Regions from separate parts of the Sus scrofa genome. Here regions 2 and 3 are each linked to region 1. Evidence: chromatin contacts called from public promoter capture Hi-C data. All regions are on one chromosome and are shown on one strand. The core of a region is the stretch at or near the end of the contact, and the rest is flanking DNA. Distances in the headings are between cores, read along the strand shown. Region 1 holds the start of HSP90B1 (heat shock protein 90 beta family member 1). Region 2 holds the start of WASHC4 (WASH complex subunit 4). Region 3 holds the start of ALDH1L2 (mitochondrial 10-formyltetrahydrofolate dehydrogenase).

The links. Promoter capture Hi-C pulls out the DNA fragments that hold promoters and counts their contacts.
Region 2: a contact with region 1 is called in a promoter capture Hi-C map of liver, with 5 times the contacts expected there. The contact joins the promoter of WASHC4 here to the promoter of HSP90B1 in region 1. A contact is called at or near these places in 2 of 5 promoter capture datasets (fetal skeletal muscle and liver) and 1 of 47 Hi-C or Micro-C datasets (liver).
Region 3: a promoter capture Hi-C map of fetal liver shows a contact between it and region 1, with 3 times the contacts expected there. The contact joins the promoter of ALDH1L2 here to the promoter of HSP90B1 in region 1. A contact is called at or near these places in 1 of 5 promoter capture datasets (fetal liver) and 1 of 2 datasets of contacts at active chromatin or transcription factors (skeletal muscle).

What each region holds. Positions count from the first base shown.
Region 1 is chr5:80,529,473-80,532,385 of Sscrofa11.1, forward strand. HSP90B1 (heat shock protein 90 beta family member 1) reads right to left here and starts at 1,390. Exons shown (of 19, transcript NM_214103.1): 1 at 1,330-1,390; 2 at 237-339. The coding sequence starts at 1,378.
Region 2 is chr5:79,473,110-79,476,022 of Sscrofa11.1, forward strand. It overlaps WASHC4 (WASH complex subunit 4), which reads right to left and starts at 1,546. Exons shown (of 34, transcript XM_021092625.1): 1 at 1,392-1,546. The coding sequence starts at 1,452.
Region 3 is chr5:79,491,120-79,494,032 of Sscrofa11.1, forward strand. ALDH1L2 (mitochondrial 10-formyltetrahydrofolate dehydrogenase) reads left to right here and starts at 1,553. Exons shown (of 24, transcript XM_001926587.6): 1 at 1,553-1,745. The coding sequence starts at 1,698.

The sequences.
Region 1 (2,913 bases), core at 140-2,639:
CCAGTATTATCAAAACAGTTTTCCAAAGAATTCATTCCGTTTTGACCATTCTTAGGGGCAATTTAGGAGATACTGTGCATGCACATGCTTGCTCCCCCTAACGTTTTCTCTACTATCTAGTAATTAAATTCAAAGTGTTAAAACTTCATCTGGACCTTTGGAGAATGAACATAAAAAAATTACTGTATTCCAGGGTTTCCCAGGGGTTATTTGCATCGTTCCGGAAGAGTACAAACCTCTGTACTATTTCATCATCTGTCCTGGAACCTTCTCTACTTTTACCCAGATCTTCTTCCACTGTCCCATCCACATCCACTTCATCCTCAGCGCGGACAGACCCTGCGGGAAAATGTAATACCAGAAAACTCTCAAACACCATAGCTCCATGTACTTCTTAGAAGAAACAAGATCAACAAGGCAAGGGTAGATGTTGCAAAATTCACTTGGAAAATATGGGAGGTGGGGATGAAAGAATGGATCCACTGGCTTGAATATCCAATATAAACCCATGTCAGCATATTTCTTATTTAAGTTCAGATACTGAGGTCCCCCAGTGGATTCTGAAATACGGAGGCAGCCATCACTTCTGAAAGGTGGCCCAGAGATTCTTCACAAACAGCGCTTAGCTGATTTGCTACCAGGCCCCCTGTACATTCACACGTGTTGCGCGCAGGCCGACACAAGGCTCCAAACTGACCATGCCAAACTTAGTCCTTCGATGTCACAGGTCAGAGCTCAAACAGAATTTGTGCAACCTCTAGCGAGGGGAAGTGAAATTGGGCCTAGGGGCCTGACAAAGGGAAGAAATATTTAGAGATTTTAAAATGTTAAGGAGTTTGAGCGAAAGTGAATCAACCGCGCTGCCAATGCCGGTCCGCTGCCCCAGGGCCCCAAGCTTCACAGTCCAGCACCTAAGAAAGGAAACTCGCGTTGGCGAACAGTCGGAATACCGGGGGCGGAGGGTCCTCAAACTCGAGCGGCCAAAGATTGCGGCGTTTGACAAAAGTCCTCGGAAGGGGACACGCAATGCTCCCAAGGGGCGCGAGCCCAAGCCAGGCCCCACTCCCAGAAGACTGAGACTTCTAAGAGCGGATACTAGGACATCCGCAAGAGATTTAAACGACTCCATTCTCCTTTTTTCTTTCCAGAGTAATTAGAGTAAACGAAATCCCCTGAACCTCTTTCGAGGAAAATCGATGGACATCCCCATCCGCCCAGCGCAGACCGTGTTATCCCCTTCCCAGGTTCAACGCCCCCAGAACCTTCGAGAAGAGGCCGTGTTGGAGCGGGGGGGCGTCCAGGGGTGCCCGCTCCTCCAGGATCACTCACCGAAGGTCAGCAGGACGCAGCACAGGCCCAGCACCCACAGGGCCCTCATGTCGCACGGCCGGTGAGTCTCAAGTCCCCTTTGATCGAAGGAGCCACCTCCGCCCCCCCTCCCCTGGGCTCAGAACCTCACAACCACAAGCCGTGCGATCCGCCCACTACCCCCCAAGCAGGTCGGGCCGCTTTTCACCCCCACTACTCGCGGGCGGGGGACGGGAAACACGAACCCGCCAATCGGGCTGCACCACGCACTCCCTGTACCCAATGGGAACTCGTAGGGGGGACCGCAGTCCACCAATCGGAGCTGTCCAGGTGCGGTGCCCGATGCCCGAAGCGTGGCTCCTTCCAATTGGTCAGTCTTGGCTCCTCTTCTCCAATCAAACGGTTCCGCGGGCCCCTCTCACGAGGGACCGCCCCTTTGCCTTGGTTGCTTTGGCCTCTAAGGGAAACCGTCCAATGAACGTCAGCACAGAATTCATCCCTCCAGGTGGAGAGGTCGCCCGGAACTACTTCCGGATCTTAGAGCGCGTTTATTCTGGGACCAAGAGAAGCGGTAGCCATGGCAACGCGCTCTTCACCTTTCCCTTGTCCCCGCGTGGGGTCATCTTGCGAATGATTCCGGTGCGACTTTTTGCAGCCAGTTTTCTATTTGGCAGTGCTTCTTGGAAAAGAGACACACGTGAGAGGTTGACAATCCCCCTAGCGATGTTCCATGGGGTGGTGAGAAACTACAGTTCCCGGCATGCAACGTACCCCGGGGAACACTGTAGTGAATGCTGGGAATCGTAGTCTTTATTCAGTTGCGTAGCTTGGCCCTTCTTTCCCCATTTTTCCAGTGTGTCTCCGCCGGAACTCTGTGCCGCGCGTTTTAGTGTTTACATTTCCTTCCCCTTGCGGTAGAGATTTGTACCTGTTCCAGACTCTTCAGTGTACACAGCCTTCAGAAGCGGGCCTAGAAAGCCGCCAGGTCTTGGGTGAGGCCGCCCAGTATTATGGGCTTGGGCCTCTCGAGTCTGGGACTCGCCTCCAGTTGGAGAACACGCTTTTCCGAATCTGTCTTCTCGCGCTTCCCTAGGTCAGCCGGAGCCCCTGTTACGTCTGTACTTTTCGTGGCCAGAATCTCCAGGCCTTCTGATTGGATTTACAGAAGAGGAGGACAGTGGGGCTATTTATTTATTGTCCCTTGAGAGATTGCGAGCAACTTTGATGCCCTCTACTCCTTGGTGAAGTTCAAAGGCGGTCACCTACAGAGCCCCTGCTGTAAGTTAAGTAGAGAGCGTGGTAGTAAAGCCAGTCTAGCATAGAAAAAACAAAAAACAAAAAAACCCCTCTCAATTTGACGGGCGCAGGAGGATACACCTGCAGATCTTTGAAAGCAAAACCTGTGGGGCTGCAAATGAGAGAGTGCAGCCTTCTAACTTCATAGAAACATAGAAAGACACGTAAAACACCAGGTGTCTTTCATGTGAGAAAAGTCCCTCAGGCTAAGCTGCGTCGTTAGAAAAGTTTTCTGTCTCTTTAACCTGGTCTTTACAGACCGCCCCCTACTCCGACCCACACCACATTCCAACAAAAATACTGCCTTCC
Region 2 (2,913 bases), core at 296-2,795, 1.1 Mb before region 1:
TTCGAAAGAACTCCACAGTGATTCTTCGAGAGTAAAATTCTATTTACATGCTTATCTCTTCCAAAAGACTGAATTCCTCGTTTTATCTTTGTATCCCTAATATCTACCATAGGTGCTGGTATGCGGAAAATGCCTGCGTGAATCATTTTCAAACCCCAATCATACTTTCATTCCACTATTTTGCAGACACTAGACTAGGGAGTCTCTGTCCGTAAAACTTCATACATGACAAGGTGCAGTTCACTTTAACAGTGAATATAGAATCTTCCCCATAAAAAAGTTAAAGAATTTTGTTATTACCAACAGGTCTGGTTTTTCACGGTGCATAAGAGCTAACAACTTACAGAATGTTTTGTGAAAAACCGAATCCTGAATTAAACTCAGACCGCTTTGAGTAGTTAATAAAACCTAATTATATCTAATTTGTTTTTGTAAAATTATGCAAAAATCACACGTAATCTTTTAAAATTATGTTCACCTTCTGAAAAACCTACATTAAAAAAAAACATTCTAGCAGTATGTCCCAAAATCTCTTTTATCACCTATAAAAATTAATACCACCAATGGCAAGAAACAGGTTGCCAATTTGTATTCATCTTAAGCAGCGTTTCACCAAAATAATTTGGCATCTAAACTTTGCTCCATGAAACTGAATTTGTTAAGTTTTGGGGGGTTAGACTTATAAGGTAAAATGAGACAACTCAATTTTACATAGTAAAAGCTGAAGTAGACTTACTATAATTTCTGAAACCTTTCTAGGTGCGCTGAAAACTACAGGACAACACTGAAAAAGACCACTTAACATAAATAAAAGACCTCGAGGGAGATAAACTGACATTCGCGTGTATATATTTTACCGCGTGAAGAGTTCTTTTTCACTATCTTCTACAGTAATAATAATATGAATGAAAAAAAACACTCAAACTTCCACAAGTTGGTTTGGGAGGAAAAAGAAGAAAAACAGGAAACCGAAACAGGAACCCGGACTTCAGCCTCACTTAGAACTGAACGTTCTGAGGATCTGGTTAAAGCCCCAGAGGCCAGAGTCGCGGCGGCCTCCCCTCCCCGGGGTCCTGGCCTCCCGGGCGCGCCCCGTCAGGGCCCGCGGCTGCACAAAGTGGACGCCGCGCCCACTGGCCACTGCGGTCGCCCCAGGACAGTCACCGCCCAAATAGCCAAGCCCTGGCCTGGCCAGCCTGAGCCACCATCGCGTGGACTCCCAACCCCGAAAGTTACGTTTGGAAGGCGTCCCTCTCACACCCTAAGGCGCAGAAAGTATCCCGAACCCGGGGGCTACGCGCCGCTCCAAGAGCCCTCCTGCACAAGCGCTGCCCTGGCTGAGGCGGGATGGGGAGCGCCCACCCGCAGTCCTTGCCCTGCCGCTCCCTTACTCTGTGAGCCGTCGTCAACGCGGTCGAACTCCCAGTCCGGGGACAGCGTCTCTACCGCCATCGCACCGGCGCCTCCCACAGTCACAGCCCCAACCAGCCTGAGCTACAACGGCGGCCTCACCCCGGCGGCTGTCATAGCACGTGACTTCCGGCCCGGGCTCCGCCCCTCGCTCGCAAGGGCCAGCCGGGCCCAATGCCCCTGCCGGGCCGCGGGGACCGCTGGGAAAGCGAGTCCTCCGCGGTGGCAGAAAGCGATGGCCATGGCGGCGGCGGCGGTGCTTGCGGTGTCCTCCCGCTGCTACTTCGGCCTCGCCACCATTCAGTTCATGTCTCACGCCCCATCGTTATCTTCACTTTCGCTCTACTGTCTCCAAGCCATTTTTATACCAGGGGAATTTATCCCCCAGTCTAGCCTGAAAAGCACAAAATTGATGGAGCGGCGGCTGAACAAGAAGGTGTGGTCCTCGAGGACGTGGCTGTCCAAGCGCTTCTTCCAAGAAGCCCGTACAGCCAACGCCTTCCCGGTCGCCCCTGTCGGAGCTCTTTCAGCTCTTGTCCTGCACACCTTTTCTTGAGTTGGAGGGGGGGAAGGTGTTCAAGAGAAGGGGTTACTTTATGAACACTTAAGCGAGGAATTTTACTTCTCTGCTTATCTTGTTCTCTTGGGCTCTCTACCCACCTCCTCTAAAAAGGCAGGGCGGGGACGACGGAGTGGAGAAGAAAAGCTGTTTTGAGTTCTAAAATGCGCCTACCTACCAAGTGGCTTTTTGGTGATCAGATCTATGTTACCCAGTAATGCTGCATGTGTACAGGTAATTGCATGGCAGTGTTCACTACGGCATGGTTTTTAATAGTAGTAAGGAGATTTAAATGTCAATCAATAGGGAGTAAATACATAAAGTTTAATATGTGCATACTACGAAATGCTAGATCGGTGTTAAAAGAAATGAAGTAGATTTATAGAGACACCAGAAACTGACAGAAGGTAGCTGCAGAATAATGTGTATTTGTGGTTACATTTGTATTTTTCTACAAACGTGTACTTGCATGTGTGCATGTAAATACTAAGAGAACTCAAATCACTCTCAACAGGAAGTCAACTGGAAAAGAGTAAGTGTTGGTTATTAGTGAATTTTCAAGTTTTATTGTGACTACCTATGTCTTTAATTTTTAACAATAGGAATTTTTTTAATGTCTTCTGTAATCTTATAAAGGACCAAAAATAATTAACTTTATCAAAGCAAGTAAGCAGTTTCTTGAAGAGTTTTCCCTGAGGCCGGTGAATCTACAGTAGGTCAAATATTTGAATGCCCACTATGTACCAGACACAATCCTAGATGCAGAGATTATTATGAAAAAGCAGATGAGAAAAGTGGATCCCACCCCCATGGGGTGCTTGATGTCTTCTTGGGCATTTTAGAAAAGAAAAGAGGAAGAGGAGTTCCCATCGTGGCGCAGTGGTTAACGAATCCGACTAGGAACCATGAGGTTGCGGGTTCAGTCCCTGCCCTTGCTCAGTGGG
Region 3 (2,913 bases), core at 303-2,802, 1.0 Mb before region 1:
TATCAAGAGAACTACATTTTTGGTTCTTAAAGAAGAAAATCTTCCGACATCAAGGACATCTTGTTAGATCTGGATGAATATAAACTTATTTTCTAAAGTTGAGTTGGAGTATATAATAACGTCACTCAGGAAAAACCGCACTCCTTGCCCACCCTCCCCAGTTTAGAACAAATAAAATGAATACAAATATTTGGAAGTTTAGTAGAAGCAAGAAGTCACAAAATGCAGTCAGGGAGATGGGTTGAATTGTCAAGGAGCAGTTCCCAAGACAAAACCTTGGATGTTTGCAGCAATCCTCCAGGCTTTAAGAATGGTGTTTTTTCTTTCCTTCTTACCTTCTTAAATACATTCATTCATTTGTTCTCTCTCACTCTCTCTGTCTTTTTTCTTTTTATGGCCATACCTGTGGCATACAGAAATTCCCTGGCTAGGGATTGAGTTGGGGCTGCAGCTGCTGGCCCACACCACACCCGCAGCAACACCAGATTCAAGTCACATCTTCGACCTACTCTGCAGCTCGTAGGCAACGTTGGATCTTTAACCCATTGAGCGAGGCCAGGAATTGAACCTGAATCCTCACGGACACTATGTCAGGTTCTTAACCCACTGAGCCACAATGGCAACTCCTGTTTTCTCTTTCAACAAGTATGTTCTAAGCTTTTCTCAGTGGTAGATACTGTACATCCTGATAAATAAGGCATGGACTCACCTGCTATGAGCTTCCTGTAGAGAAGATGACAGAAACATAATTACCAGGAACAGATTCAGGGATGATAAGAAATGCATAGACAAAAATCCTCCTCAGTTCAGAGGAATGAAAACTCACCCTGTGAAAGAAAATGCCATGGAGGTGATGAGGAAAGCATCACAAAAAGTGCCTACAGGAGGCAGCATTTGAGCTATAACTTTAAGAAAAGAGGAATTTGGTCATGCCTAGATGGTAAGCTTTCCTGGGAAGCATAAACCAGGAAGGAAGAGGTAAGTACTACGGTTTGGCTTTATTACACGTGCAAAAGAGCAGCAATAAATCAGAGGAAATACCAAACTTCAAAAGACCTTGAAGGCCAGGCTAAGGAGTTCTGTTTGGGACAAGTGCTCAACTAAAGCATATCTTGAGCGTTCCTTTAGAGAGGTGAAGGGAAAGGACGTCTATCTTCTATCTACCTGTCCATCATCTGTCAGGACCGGCTCTGTGCCAGGCTCTCTGCCTGGAGCTTTGTACGCCGTCTCTCGTTTATCAGACAGGGAGATAGGAATCAGGACCCTCACGTGGTGAAGGTGTCCTCACCCGTTATCTTTCGCATCTCCACGCACGTGCCTGTTGTCCTCTCAAATCTGTGTAAGGACATGGCTTAGGGTGTCAGGCTGGCCTTTAAGGCAGATCCTTTTGTACCTAAGAGGGTGTGAGTAACAGGTAGAAGACTCCGCAGCGAGTGAGTCTGGAACCTAGGCAGCCGCCGGGAGCTCAGCACCGCACGAGCTCGGCTGCGGGCGGCTGGAGCACGCCCCGCCCAGTCGCACGGGATTGGCCGCGTTAGCCCGGCCAGCTGGAGGAGGCGGGGTCCTGGGACTGGCCGAGGCCTTTAGCTGCCAGCGCCTCCGCCCCGGCCTCGGAGGCTGTAGGCCGCTCCCAGGCTAAGGCGCCCCCGTCTGCGTCCTGCACCCCTGCGCCCCCAGCGCGAGCGGTCCTTTGCAGCATGCTGTGGCGGAGCAGCCAAACGCTCCGGCGCTTCTCTACTGGCCGGGTGAGTCCCGCCGGGGCGAGCGTCCTGACTCTTACAGGGGACTGGTTTCCAGACCCCGGGCTGGCGGGTGGGCCGGGCGGCGGGACTAAGGGTGAGCAGCAACGTTTTGACTTTGCTAAAAACCAAGACAACGTTTTTTAAATTGGGAGACTGAAGAGACGGGTCCGAGGAGGTTCTAGGATGGGTCTTGTCAAACGAGCCATTGTCTCCTACGGGGAAGGGGCTGAGGATGTAGTTTTTGAACATCTAAGGTCTGGCTGGGATTGACAGGGTGGAAACAGTCACTTGGCAAGGGGGACCGAGTCGGCTTCCTTTCTGCTTTCATTTCAATCCTGAGAGCCTTGCCTAGTTAAGAAATGGAGCCAAGATTCTGGACCAGGGTCATCCCCTGGAGAAGAGTAGAATCAACTCAGCGGAGTTCTTCCAGGCCTGAGAGGTGTGAGCGCCCCGAACTGGTACGCAGGGCCCATTCAGATAATGGCATTCCGAGCTGGTGGCTGCAATCTCTTCATTCCTGAGCTGCATGCAGCAAGATTTCTAGCATTACCAGGCGCTGCAGAAGCAGCCACCCTGGAACACTAGTAAACTATGGTGCAAGAACTGAGCCCTGGCATAGCCCCGAGCTTTGGAATTGCATCAGCTTCTCCAGAACTGGAATATGAGAGGACACGTTGCTTGCAGCACCGCTGCCTTCAGCACTTCAGGGCAGCCTCAGGAGAGGTGCCTCGCTGCATGAAGGCAGACTCAAGCTGTTTAGGGAAGAAAGAAATCCGTCCCATTGTACATTATCTCTTTTCAGGAAGTGCACATTTGCTGTATTATAAAAGAATTTGCTTTTGACTGTCTCTCTCTGCCAAAGTCATATGCACATGTGTACATATCCAGATGTTAAAAACTTGGAAGCAGAAGTCTTGAGTAGCATCAAGAACTGGCCCAAAATTGCATAAATGGAAAAGCTTTTGTCTTCCAGACAGCCCCAAATAATGAGAATTCATTTTATCCCAGTCACTTCTAGTTAATCTGGAAGTTACTTCTAGTTAAACTGGAGGTATTCATCATTCTTTTTTTAAATAAGGAAAAAGAGACCTACTCTGATGGAGATTTTGTTTGCTCTCCTTTGCCGTGGTCTGGACTCCTTCTTGGCTTTCTCCTGCCACGTGGCATAAGG